Linked DNA regions of Mus musculus: region 1 is linked to region 2. A link is a contact called in public Hi-C data. All regions are on one chromosome and are shown on one strand. The core of a region is the stretch at or near the end of the contact, and the rest is flanking DNA. Distances in the headings are between cores, read along the strand shown.

What was found. Hi-C and Micro-C count contacts between places; a contact is called where the count stands out from the background.
Region 1: a contact with region 2 is called in a Hi-C map of double positive thymocytes, with 2.0 times the contacts expected there. The contact joins the enhancer-like site here to the promoter of Cdyl2 in region 2. A contact is called at or near these places in 3 of 39 promoter capture datasets (embryonic stem cells, liver and pre-B cells), 1 of 15 datasets of contacts at CTCF or cohesin (CD8 T cells), 6 of 484 Hi-C or Micro-C datasets (CD4 T cells, CD8 T cells, double positive thymocytes and 2 more), 11 of 115 datasets of contacts at active chromatin or transcription factors (the SCID.adh cell line, T-cell acute lymphoblastic leukemia, bone marrow-derived macrophages and 8 more) and 3 of 9 other capture datasets (adipose tissue, liver and macrophages).

The regions. Positions count from the first base shown.
Region 1 is chr8:116,585,519-116,590,586 of GRCm38.p6, reverse strand. Cdyl2 (chromodomain protein, Y chromosome-like 2) reads left to right here. Exons shown (of 7, transcript NM_029441.3): 4 at 1,165-1,337. Among named protein-coding and RNA genes, the nearest start is that of Gm31367, 18 kb to the left of the region's middle. Within about 2 kb of position 2,801, at least 98 of the 459 cell types and tissues checked have an H3K27ac peak or open chromatin away from gene starts, as enhancers often do. A contact at or near this core is called in CD8 T cells, the SCID.adh cell line, T-cell acute lymphoblastic leukemia and 6 more, where this site is marked.
Region 2 is chr8:116,730,333-116,735,673 of GRCm38.p6, reverse strand. It overlaps Cdyl2 (chromodomain protein, Y chromosome-like 2), which reads left to right and starts at 2,683. Exons shown (of 7, transcript NM_029441.3): 1 at 2,683-2,876. The coding sequence starts at 2,853.

The DNA.
Region 1 (5,068 bases), core at 1,552-4,051, 150 kb after region 2:
TGTTCTGTGATGTGGAGGAAGGAAGGGCCATACCAGTTAGTATTCGATTCCAATGTAAGTTTCCTGTCTAGGAAGCCTTCATTTTGCATCCTGGCCACACTGCTGCCGGTCATCCTGAATGCCCAGGCTCTTAGGAGATGTTGTGTAGGTGGCACGGACAGTGCTCGAGACGGGGCTATGATTGGAATGAGCCAGAGTGTGGCGGGCTACGGGTGTGGGTTCATCCTGTGCCAGCCTTTGAAGTCCTGCATTCTCGGCGTGTGGGGCATGCGAGCGGCAGTGCACCAGCTGCTGCTTCTGTGATGACTTTGGTAGCCTGGGAGAGGTGGCTCTGCTCTCTTCTTCACACTGCCTCACTGCTCCACAGCCAAACAGGAGGCTCGGTTATCCAGAGCCAAGATGCTTCGACAGGCAGCTCCACCTTCAGCTGACGCTTCCAAGTGTGAGGTTACAGCCAGAAGCTGCGAGAGTCACTGAGTTGCTGTGGGCCACTTTTGAATGTCTATCACTGAGGCACTGTGACAGTCTTAAGAATACAGCAGGAACTAAGAAGATAGCTTTCTGATTATTGTTCAAACCATGGTCTAGCTGGGGCAAACAATTGAAATTCCCCTGTGGTAGCATGACGAGGAGAGCAAGATATTCACAATCTGGGCTTCACTATTCCCTCTGAGGAATGAGAACTTTCAGGTGGCCTGTCATTTATTGCTCACCTGGAGAGAATTCTAGACTGGCAGATCCTGAATCTTGTGGATAATACACAGCAGACTGTGAACTTGGTCATGTCTACATGCTAAAGCATGCTGACCATGGGCCACCTATGACCCCTGCAAGGGTCTAGGGAGATAAAACAAGAGAAAATTTTAACTGAGACAACTAGAGGCTTATATAGCTCACCAACGCTGTGCAGAGGACCACTTTCCCATGCTTTTTAAGGGGTTCAACCAGCAAATAACCTAAAGTTGGCTAACAGAAGTTCATAGAGACAGATCAAGTTCACACCAGGCTCCCAGGACTTCCATGTTGATCCTTCCGCTTTCACTGAGGGTGGTGTGGGAAGGTTTTGGTTCAGTGAAGTTTCTTTCCCCGGGGATGGACGTGTGCTTCCATTCAGGGGAAGTCTCTCAGACATTCAAAGCTCTGCGAACTCACCTCTGCCTGCAGATCATGAAGGAAGTCCGGCGAGCCCTGTGCAACGCGGCCACAGATGACAGCAAGCTACTGCTGCTCAGTGCCGTGGGCAGTGTGTTCTGCAGCGGACTAGACTATTCCTACCTGATCGGCCGGCTGTCCAGCGACCGGAGAAAGGAGAGCACTCGAATCGCAGAAGCTATCAGGTGAGTCCGACCTCTCTCTGAATGAACGCTTTGGGGAGCCTGCCAACGGTGACCAAATTTAGCCAGTTAAAAGTACAGGCTGCCCAGCTGTAAACGTACATCAAACAATGTGCGATTTTATTTTTAGTGTGAGTATATCCTCGGCACCATTTAGGACACCAGGACATACTTACATTTTAAAATTACCGTTGATTTATCTGAAGTTTGACTCTTTTTGATGCCAGGGATCAAACCCAGGGTCTTGTACATGTTGGACAAATAAATGTTCTACCGTTCAGCTCCGTTTCCATCTCTGAACTGTGGACACGAGCTGGCCAGCCGACGTTTTGTCTGTGGCCCCATGGCAGGCTTTGCTCTCCATAGGTTGCATTTCATGCCCGCCTCCCCTTTTTGTTTTTTGTTTTTTTAAAAAGACATACCTATTTTTCCCATTATGGCCTGCATTGGCAATGCCTGTGATACTTTCTGATTCCACCTTCTGCCTGGTAGTATGGTCTTTGATTATGTAGCCATTTCTGTGTCCTGGACCTGATGTGACTCAATTACTAGGGAGAGAGTGAAGATACTATATATACATCTATGGCATTGGTAGACAGGGTGGGTCTAGAGTGCCCCTTTCAAAGTCTGTGGGTCAGATGTGTGAGGTCTTAAACACAGGATAATTGTCTATTTGTTATTTCATTTTCATGTGTGTAGGTAGGTGCACGTGTATATGTGTGGGTACATGTGTGCATGCACAGTGGTCAGAGGTCAACCTCAGATGTTCTTTCTCAGGCGCTGCCACGGTCTCTCACTGGCCCAGTACTTGCCCAGCAGGCTAAGCTGACTGGCCAGTGAGCCCCAGCCCCACCTGTCACCACCTCCCCAGCTCTGGGATTACAAGCAAGCATCTGCCAAAAAAGCTCTGCCTTTTTTTTTTTTTTTTAAAACACATGGGTCCCCATGCTTGTAAAGCTAGCACTTTTTTTTTAAACCCACTGAGCTGTTTCCCTAGCCCCTCCCACTTATTCATAACAAAAGCAAATGAATGAACTCTCCAGCCAGGTCATTTAGCTGCTTGATAGAGGCCACTCATGAGCCTCTCTCTGGGAGACTTGCCCTTGTGCCTTCCTCAAGGGATGAGACACAGCTGAGTCACAGCCCATGGTCTCAAGACCAGGGATGTTTACTCCACGCGGAGTCTCGGAGCCTCAGGCTGCCGACTGCTCAGGGTCTCTCAGTCCTGTGGATGGTTCCAGCAGAGGCTGACTTCCGTGCGGTCACTCAGGGAATCAGAGGATGCGGTGGATAGCGCGAGGACGTTCCTTTGTGTGAATTCCAGGCCCGACTTTGTATGAAGTGTTGCTCAGGAATGCCTGTGTGCTTCCCCATGCAGCATCCTCCTCCTCAGGAGAGAACTAAGAAGCCTGGACCCCTTCCTGCGGGGAGAGGGGGGTGTTGACGTCACTTCCTGTTTTCAGGGCGCAGCCAGCTCCTGCCTGTGAACCCTGCAGTTTCTGCCTTGTTTGAGCTCAGCTGTGTCTTCTCAGTGCTGGCTTTGCATGAGTTGAAAGAGCAGCAAAGGCACTAGACTGATTCCCTCTTTATCGACGGGGCCACCAGAGCATACCCCAGGGACCGAAGAACCCACCGTGACCCTAGAAAGCCTAGCCCACAGTCTGCACCTGGTTACCGATCCCACTACAGGTGCTTGTGGTATCTCCAGCCCAGGCAAACATTTAAGATCCAGCCCAGGGTTCTCCTTCATGCAGGAAGAGCTAACTAGCACTTGGACTTCTTGTCCTCAGAGAGATAGAAAACACTTCCTAATCTATTCAATCCATGAAGCTGAGTTAATTCTTAATGGAATGGAGAATGGACCTGAAGTAGCCTCTAAGTGGGAGGTGATGGTATGTGGCTGGGAGTGACACAGGAAAAGGCGTGACACGTGAAATAGGAAAGGGGATGTGACAGAGACTCAAGTAAAGCAGCTGCCAGCCATGGAGCACCCAAGAAGGCTGGCACCATCAGCAGGTGAGGGGGGAGCTCTGGAAAGCTCCTGCCTCAGTACTCAGAGTAGACCAGGACCTGGAATGTGGACTTCTTGTCTCCAAGTGCACTACAGAATAAACTTCTGTTGTTTTGAACCACGGTTTGTGGTCACTGTCATAGAAGCCTTAAGTTTTTAAGGAAGGCATTAACACTCAGAATGCCCCCGACCTTCTGGGCTCATCCCATCCTTCACTAGAGCATACACGGGCACACACACACAGACACACACACACACACACACCACAAACACAAGTTATTACCTTTATGTTTGGGACTGCCGTTCTGCCAGCCACAACTGTGGAGTAGGCTTTTAGAGATCTTTCTGAGCTTCAGATGACAGTTGCCATGTGTGGTCTGGTGCTCGTAGACCCTGGACAGCCTGGCATAGCTCTAGCTGTCCTGGCTCTGGTTAAAGGGAATGAGTGCCAGGGTCACAAGGGAAGTAACAATTGCTTCAGGCGACACAGTGACGTCCCCAGTGGTAGCATTTTGCTTGAATTTTCTCTGGGATAGAAGAATGGACCACAGACTACCATGAATTAGATGAGAGCTGCATATAGAAACAGAGGCCTGGTCATAGAAGCCTGACCCATTATTCCTCATATGCTGGGCACTTGCTACTCTTGTTGAATTCTCATTTATCAACATGAGTACCCGGCATTGGCCTTCCTATTGTATAGAGGGAGAAAAACGAATCTCTAGAGCCCAGGCAGCTTGTCTAAGATCTGGCTGTTAGTGAGGGACAGAGTTGAGATTTGACTTTAACTGTCAGACTCCTTTGATGTTCCACACCACTTTCAAGCGTCCCATCTGCCTGGTCAGGCTACAGGCACAGGGCTTGAGCTGAGCAGAGGGAGCTATCTGCAAAAGACCAGAGTCAGTCTCACAGTCGTGGACGTGGACGCTGGGGGAAATACAGAGCAGTCCTCTGAGCCCAGCCCAGCCCTGCCACTGAAGCGGGATCAGATATCTGAGCCTCAGGTCTGTAATGCAATATCCTGTTGGCTGTTTGGCTTGTGCATCCTCGGGGGCCTTGTGATAGAGATCTCACACCTGAGGTAAGAGAAAAAGGATGGGTGGGGGGGTGGTCCACACATCACATTTACATCAGAACGGTGAAACTGGAGCAGCTGGTGCTGGAAGGCCAGGGCTGTATGGGCTTCAAACCTATCACCTCTTCAGGGTCCCAAGTACCCATACACAGAACAAAAGTCTCTGGGTCCTGATGTGGAAGCCTCTGGGAGGGATGGGGTGTGCAGTAGGTTACTGAATGGGCTCATGGGAGTCATGAGGACATCAGCAATATCTGCCTGAGGCCCACAGCATGGAGGCCGGTTTCATAGTCATGGACTTTCCGTAGCTGAGAGCATCTGACGAATCTGGGTCAGTGTGTCAGGAAGGGCTGTGCCGATGCCCTTGGTATCCCCAGAGGGAGTGTCGACTGAGAGGAAGGGGTGGTTTCAGGAGTCTAGGAAGTCTTGCTGTGTCTCAGATCCTAGATTTTAGATCCTAGATTTTAGATTTGTACAGAGGTTCTTAGAAAAGGGATGTCTGATGAAATCCACCCAGCTCTTGGCTTCCCTGGACTATCCATGAGAGTTCCATATTCTTAATAGGCTCAAGCTGCAGCGGTAAAAATAAGCCAGTGATCTAACCTAAAACCCAGCCACAGAGGGAAGGGAGAATCCAGGAGATGGCCA
Region 2 (5,341 bases), core at 1,434-3,933:
GAAGCATCTGTCTTTCCTGGAAGCCAGCTTGGTCCGGGGAAATAAACTCAAAATTAAAATAGCGTAGTGATGGGTGGGTGGGTGGTTGGGCCACAGCTCCAACCCTTAGTCATCTGTGTATCCTTTCTTCCCTTAGCTGCTCACCCCTCCCCCAGCCCTTGCTTCTCACACATCCTGTTAGTCACCAGGTCCTGTTGGTCTGGAGCAAATGCTTGCTGGAAGTAGGTGGAGCAAGCAGCCTTAGAGAGAGTTAGCGACTTCTTCCCTGGGGGCATCTGGCTGGTCCAGTTTTACATCTTCATTTGGCCTCTCCTTTCGAGGGCCACTGCAACTGGTCTCCTTTTCTCTCAGTTCAAACAACTTGTTAGAGCTCTCATGGTTCTTGTAGGCTTCCCTCTTGTTTCCAGATGCTCTGATTCTTTTTGGTTCCTTTTGGCTCCCGGCCCCGTTAGGTGGCAAACTTCTTGACTAGGTGTTCAAGACCCTCCACGAGCTAACCTAACTGGCACTCACCATCCAAGATCACTTTGGGATCTTCTATTTCTCCTTCCACAGAACTGCCTGCTCCCTACCTTCCTTCCATCCTCAAATTCCTTCCCTGTGACTTACCAAGCTTCTTGTTCGATCTCAATAAAACATCCCGAGCGTGCTGTTCCTCAGCAAATACCCACGTCCCTAAGTCTCGCAAACCAGTCTAAAGTAGGGATTTTCATATCTTGTTCCCATTCCCAGGGAAAATTTGATCAGAACAACCAAGTTTAGAATATGCCCCTCCTCCTAGCCCCAAGTACTGATCATGTTTTTAAATTGGACTTAGCATACTATGTCAAACCCAGTTCCTTTCCTTCCCTCCCCGTCCGAATCCCATTCTCAGATGATGGGAGCATAACTGCTCGAACCGAGGCTTGTGCAGGTTTGTTTTGCCACCTATGGACTGAGAGGTACTTATTATTAGTCGTATCATTTAGAAGAGTGGTCATGGAGGAAAATACCAGTTACAAAGAGAGAATGAGCCCTAGGGCTGTGCCAATTCCTACCGTTTGTAAACCTGACATTTCTGTTTCTTTTCATGCCGCCACCATTTTCTCCTCACTCTCTTAATGCTGGATTCTCGCTTGAAGCTGGAGACACAATTTGTCGTTTTGACATAGTCCAACAAGAATCACTCACTCGGTTCTGGATCAGTCTCCACCAGCCACTGTGGTAAAAGTTTGTGGCAGTCAGATAAGTCCTTGTCGTGCCCCTCTGCAGCAGGAGAGGCCAGGGGTTAGATTAAGATACAACTTAGCTTTACTGAGTTCCCTGGGGGATGGACAGGCCACATCACCACGGGTACCTGGATCCTCCACGGTGCTGCTTGTATATGGCCACCCATTTGGAAAGGAGAGCAGGTGATCTGCCCACCGTGCTGCAAACAGCAAACGACCAAAGGAGGATATGGTTCATATTCATTACATATTTGAATGTAAAAAAATTGAAAAAAAAATGACGAGGTGGACAGACATTTGGAGCCTGAGTCCCTTGTGTCCTTCTCCAATGTCAGAACACTCACCCCGGGATTCTGAGAGAGTTGTACTATTTTAAAAAGAGAAGCCTTTAGGTACAAAGGTGACCATACATACAGGATGCTTTTAGGAGGAGATAACTTTTTAGAAAGAGGTAACTCTACCTCTGTAGCCCAGCAGTAGAGGGAACTCCTGTTGAGACATTGAAGGAACCCTTCCTCTCTTCCCTAATGCGCATCTCCTCTTCCCTCTGGGATTCAAAGTCCAGTGTGGGCAGGGTCTCACTGGTGGCTGCAGACACTTGTAGTTGGGTGGACTTTGGGAAATGTTTGTTGATTAACTGATTGGATAGTGAGGCAAGAGAGCTTCCAGGGGAGGCCATGTCTGGCTCTAAAACACTTCGCAGGGTTTAGTGGTGACTGCCACTGTCCTGGCTCTCCTTGGAGCCTGTGGACCAGCCACTTCCTCTCTCCTCTCCTTGAAAACTCATCCTGGAAGCAAGGGGGCCCCTCAGCTCCGAGGGGCCAGTTTTCCTAAGAACGTGCCCAGTCCCCTCCCCGGGAAGGAGAAGAGTGGGGTACTCTGGAGCTAGAAGCAGGACTGAAGAGGGGCTCCCTTGCCTGAGACCTGCAGGTTGATACCTGCCTCTTGGCCGCCCCTTCGCAGCCCGGGCAGGTCATTCCGGGTGGGCACCTGGCCGGGTACTCTGGGGGCCTCGCGGCTGCGCGCGCGGCCGGGCTCGGGAGCGGTACCCGGGCTCGGCCCTCGGTGGCCGCCGCCCCCTCCGCCCCGGGGGCCGGGCCGGGCTCCCGGGAGGCGGGGACTCGCCCAGTGGCAGCAGCGTCCGGGCGGGCGGCGGGCGCGGGGCGGCTTCCTGCAGGCGGCGCCGGGGCGAGCCGAGCGCTACAGTCACCGGCCTCGGGACACGGGGGCCCGGGCGCTCAGGGGGCCGCGTCCGAGGCTCAGGGCGCGCTGCGCAGCCGTCGGTCGCCCCTGCCCGCGCTCGCGTGTCGCCGCGATTGCCGCGGCCGCCGCCGGTTACGCCAGCCCCGCCGCCGCCCGCTCCGATTCTGCGCACAGGCGGCCCCCAAGCCTGTCATTCTGCAAAAACACAGTTTACTCAACACGCCGCACACACTCGCGCGCACACACTCTCACACACACTCACACACAGACACGCGCGCGCGCGCGCACGCAAACACACACACATACACCACACACTTATACACACGCACGCACACACGCGCTCACGCGCGCGCGCAACCCGGGCCCCCCGCGCGCACACGCACGGGAGCGCGCGAGCGAGCAAGACGCGCACACCCGGCGAGCCAAGTTCCGCAGCCTGGCATGGCTTCTGGGGACCTTTACGAGGTACGGAGAAGCCGGGGCGCGGGCGGCGCCGGGGAACCGGGCCTGGCCGAGCTGGTGTGAGCGTAGTCCTGAGCCCGCGGGTGGTGGCGCCGGGGATTGGAGGGCGGCTGGGGGACTCGAGGGTGGCGGCGGACCCGAGGGTGGCGGCGGGGACCGGAGGGTGGCGGGGGCCGGGCGCGCCTCCCGCCGCCGCCTCCCGCGGCGCCCGCTCCCTCTTTCTCTTTCTCTCGCGCACACACTCTCTTACTCCATCTACTTTGCGGCCTTGGAGAGGGGAAGGAGGAAGCCGGGCGGAGCCGGGGCGGAGGGAGGGAAGGTAGCGGTCCCGGGGAGGTGCTTGCTCAGCCCCGACGAGCCGCCCCGAGTGTGGAAAAAAAAAGTACAGGTTAAAAAAAAAATTAAGGAAAAAGAAAAAAAAAGTCGCCGGGCGTGCGAGGGAATGCGGGGGGGCCCGCGCTGCGGACGGCCCAATTTAGGGGTCTTGAGCCCCCGGGGGTGCGCGGGTGTGGGTTGGGTGGGTGATCAAAGCGGAGCCAGGTTCCTAGGAAGGGGAATGAAAAGGACAAGAGTGTTGGGGCACGGGGGAGGGGGTGCCCTGGGGACACCACTCTTGCAGTTCCACAGGGGCCACTGAGTGCCTGCCCCCTCCCCCCACCTGCTGCCTAGTGTCCCCCTTCTCTGGACTCTGAAGCTCTCCTGGCAAGGGCTTGGGGGTTGGTCGCCTCTGCTGGTGTCATGCTTCCTAGGGTGAAAGAGGGGCTGCAGAGGGACCCTCCAGGTGGAAGGGAAGCTGGCCTGAAACTTGTATGTGGGTGGTCAGACTTGTCAGAGGACATGGGTGTGAATCCAGTTCCCAGAACTCCACTGGCACACTAAGGGGGTCATACTTGTCTCTAAGGTCACACAGGTAGTAGTGGGCACTGGATATTTTGAAATCGGTTCAAAATGTTGAAAGAAGGCGTCCATCTGTCATCTTTTGGACAAGAAATACCCACGGTCCCTGGGGAGAGAGGGCTTAGCTGGCCTCGGGACCACAACAGTTCTTGAGTGGGATTTGGACTCCTGGACAAATAAGAAGCCACCACTGATCCCAGGGGGAGTATGCCCTTCAAGAGGTGTTTGTTCTCACGAAAAGGGTCTGAATAAAGAAGCCAAAGGGCCTGGCCACCTTCTCCCAGGAGGCCTGCAGATACTGCAAGAAACCAGTGTCACACGGGTCAGGTTGAGTTTCCCACCCCTTTCCTCCAGTATGAACCAGCCACTACGGTTGGCTGTCATTCCGAAGGTTGTCTAAATTTCCATGCAGTCGTGGAACAGGTCGAGTTAGCATTTTGGGTTAAGAGACTGCAGTCGTAGTTCATCAACTGTAAGCTTTGTTCCCGGGGTCTTCCTGGAAGCCCAGGCTTCTCAGGAAGAAGGTTTACTGACTGGTGTGAGTGGAGAGTGGAGGACAGGCAGGTAGGCATCTCAGCTTCCTATGTATCCAGAGCTTTCTGGGTGATTCTGAGCTTGGTGGGGCCCGGTGATGGGTGACAAGCCATCAGGCTCAGGTGGGGCCCACGTTTTTAAAAAATGATATAAGTTGCCCTCTTCTTTATCCTATGGCCTTCCTTCTCTTTGTGCTGATGGAGAAGCCAGGGAGGGAGAGGAAATTGATGAGAAACTGACAGGATGTAGTACTCCGGGCCACCCAAACTCATCCATCTTTCCCCAAGATGGCAGAGCAGTCTCTGAAACCAAAAAGTTAAAACATAGTGAAACGAAAACCTTTGACCAAGTCCCCTGGACCCTGGCAGAAAGTGGATGCCATTTAGGAACAAAGCCAATCTTGTTGAGGTCATGGGATTTTTCTCACTGATGGTGAGTTGTCTCAGAGCAGCTGACATTGCTTGGGTGACAAGTGGCCTTGTTGAAGACATGAAGTGGACATCACAGGAAGACGTCAGTGCGTCCCCATTTAAAGTCTGAAACTTACAAACCTCCTGGGGATAATTTCTTGTTTAATGTTCACCTGAAACTGCCATTCTTAACCTTGGTAATTACAGTCCCCAGATGAAGATGGGAGTTTCCGCAATGGCCTTGAACTATCTCAGCAACTCAAAAGTGCTTATTGAAGTTCAATAAGCAGGACAATAATAACAATTACTTCTGTGGTGGTAGGTAATTGTGTGAGATCTAAAATGGTTTTCCTGTGGCTGATTATTTGCACAGCCATTACTAGAAGGGCTAAACTGTATTATGAGAATATAACCAACGTCAACATTTTTATAGCCCATGCCTCCATTACATAACATACACCGAGGGACTCAATTGGTTGTTAGAGTTTAACTTAAAAACAAGAAGCGCCAGGTGTGCCTCAGTCCATATTTTTTTTTCTAACTGTCAAATTGCCATATGCATTAAAAATAGCCCATTGATTAAAAATAAATAGATCTGGGCATATTCAGTGCTGTTACTAACCTTAA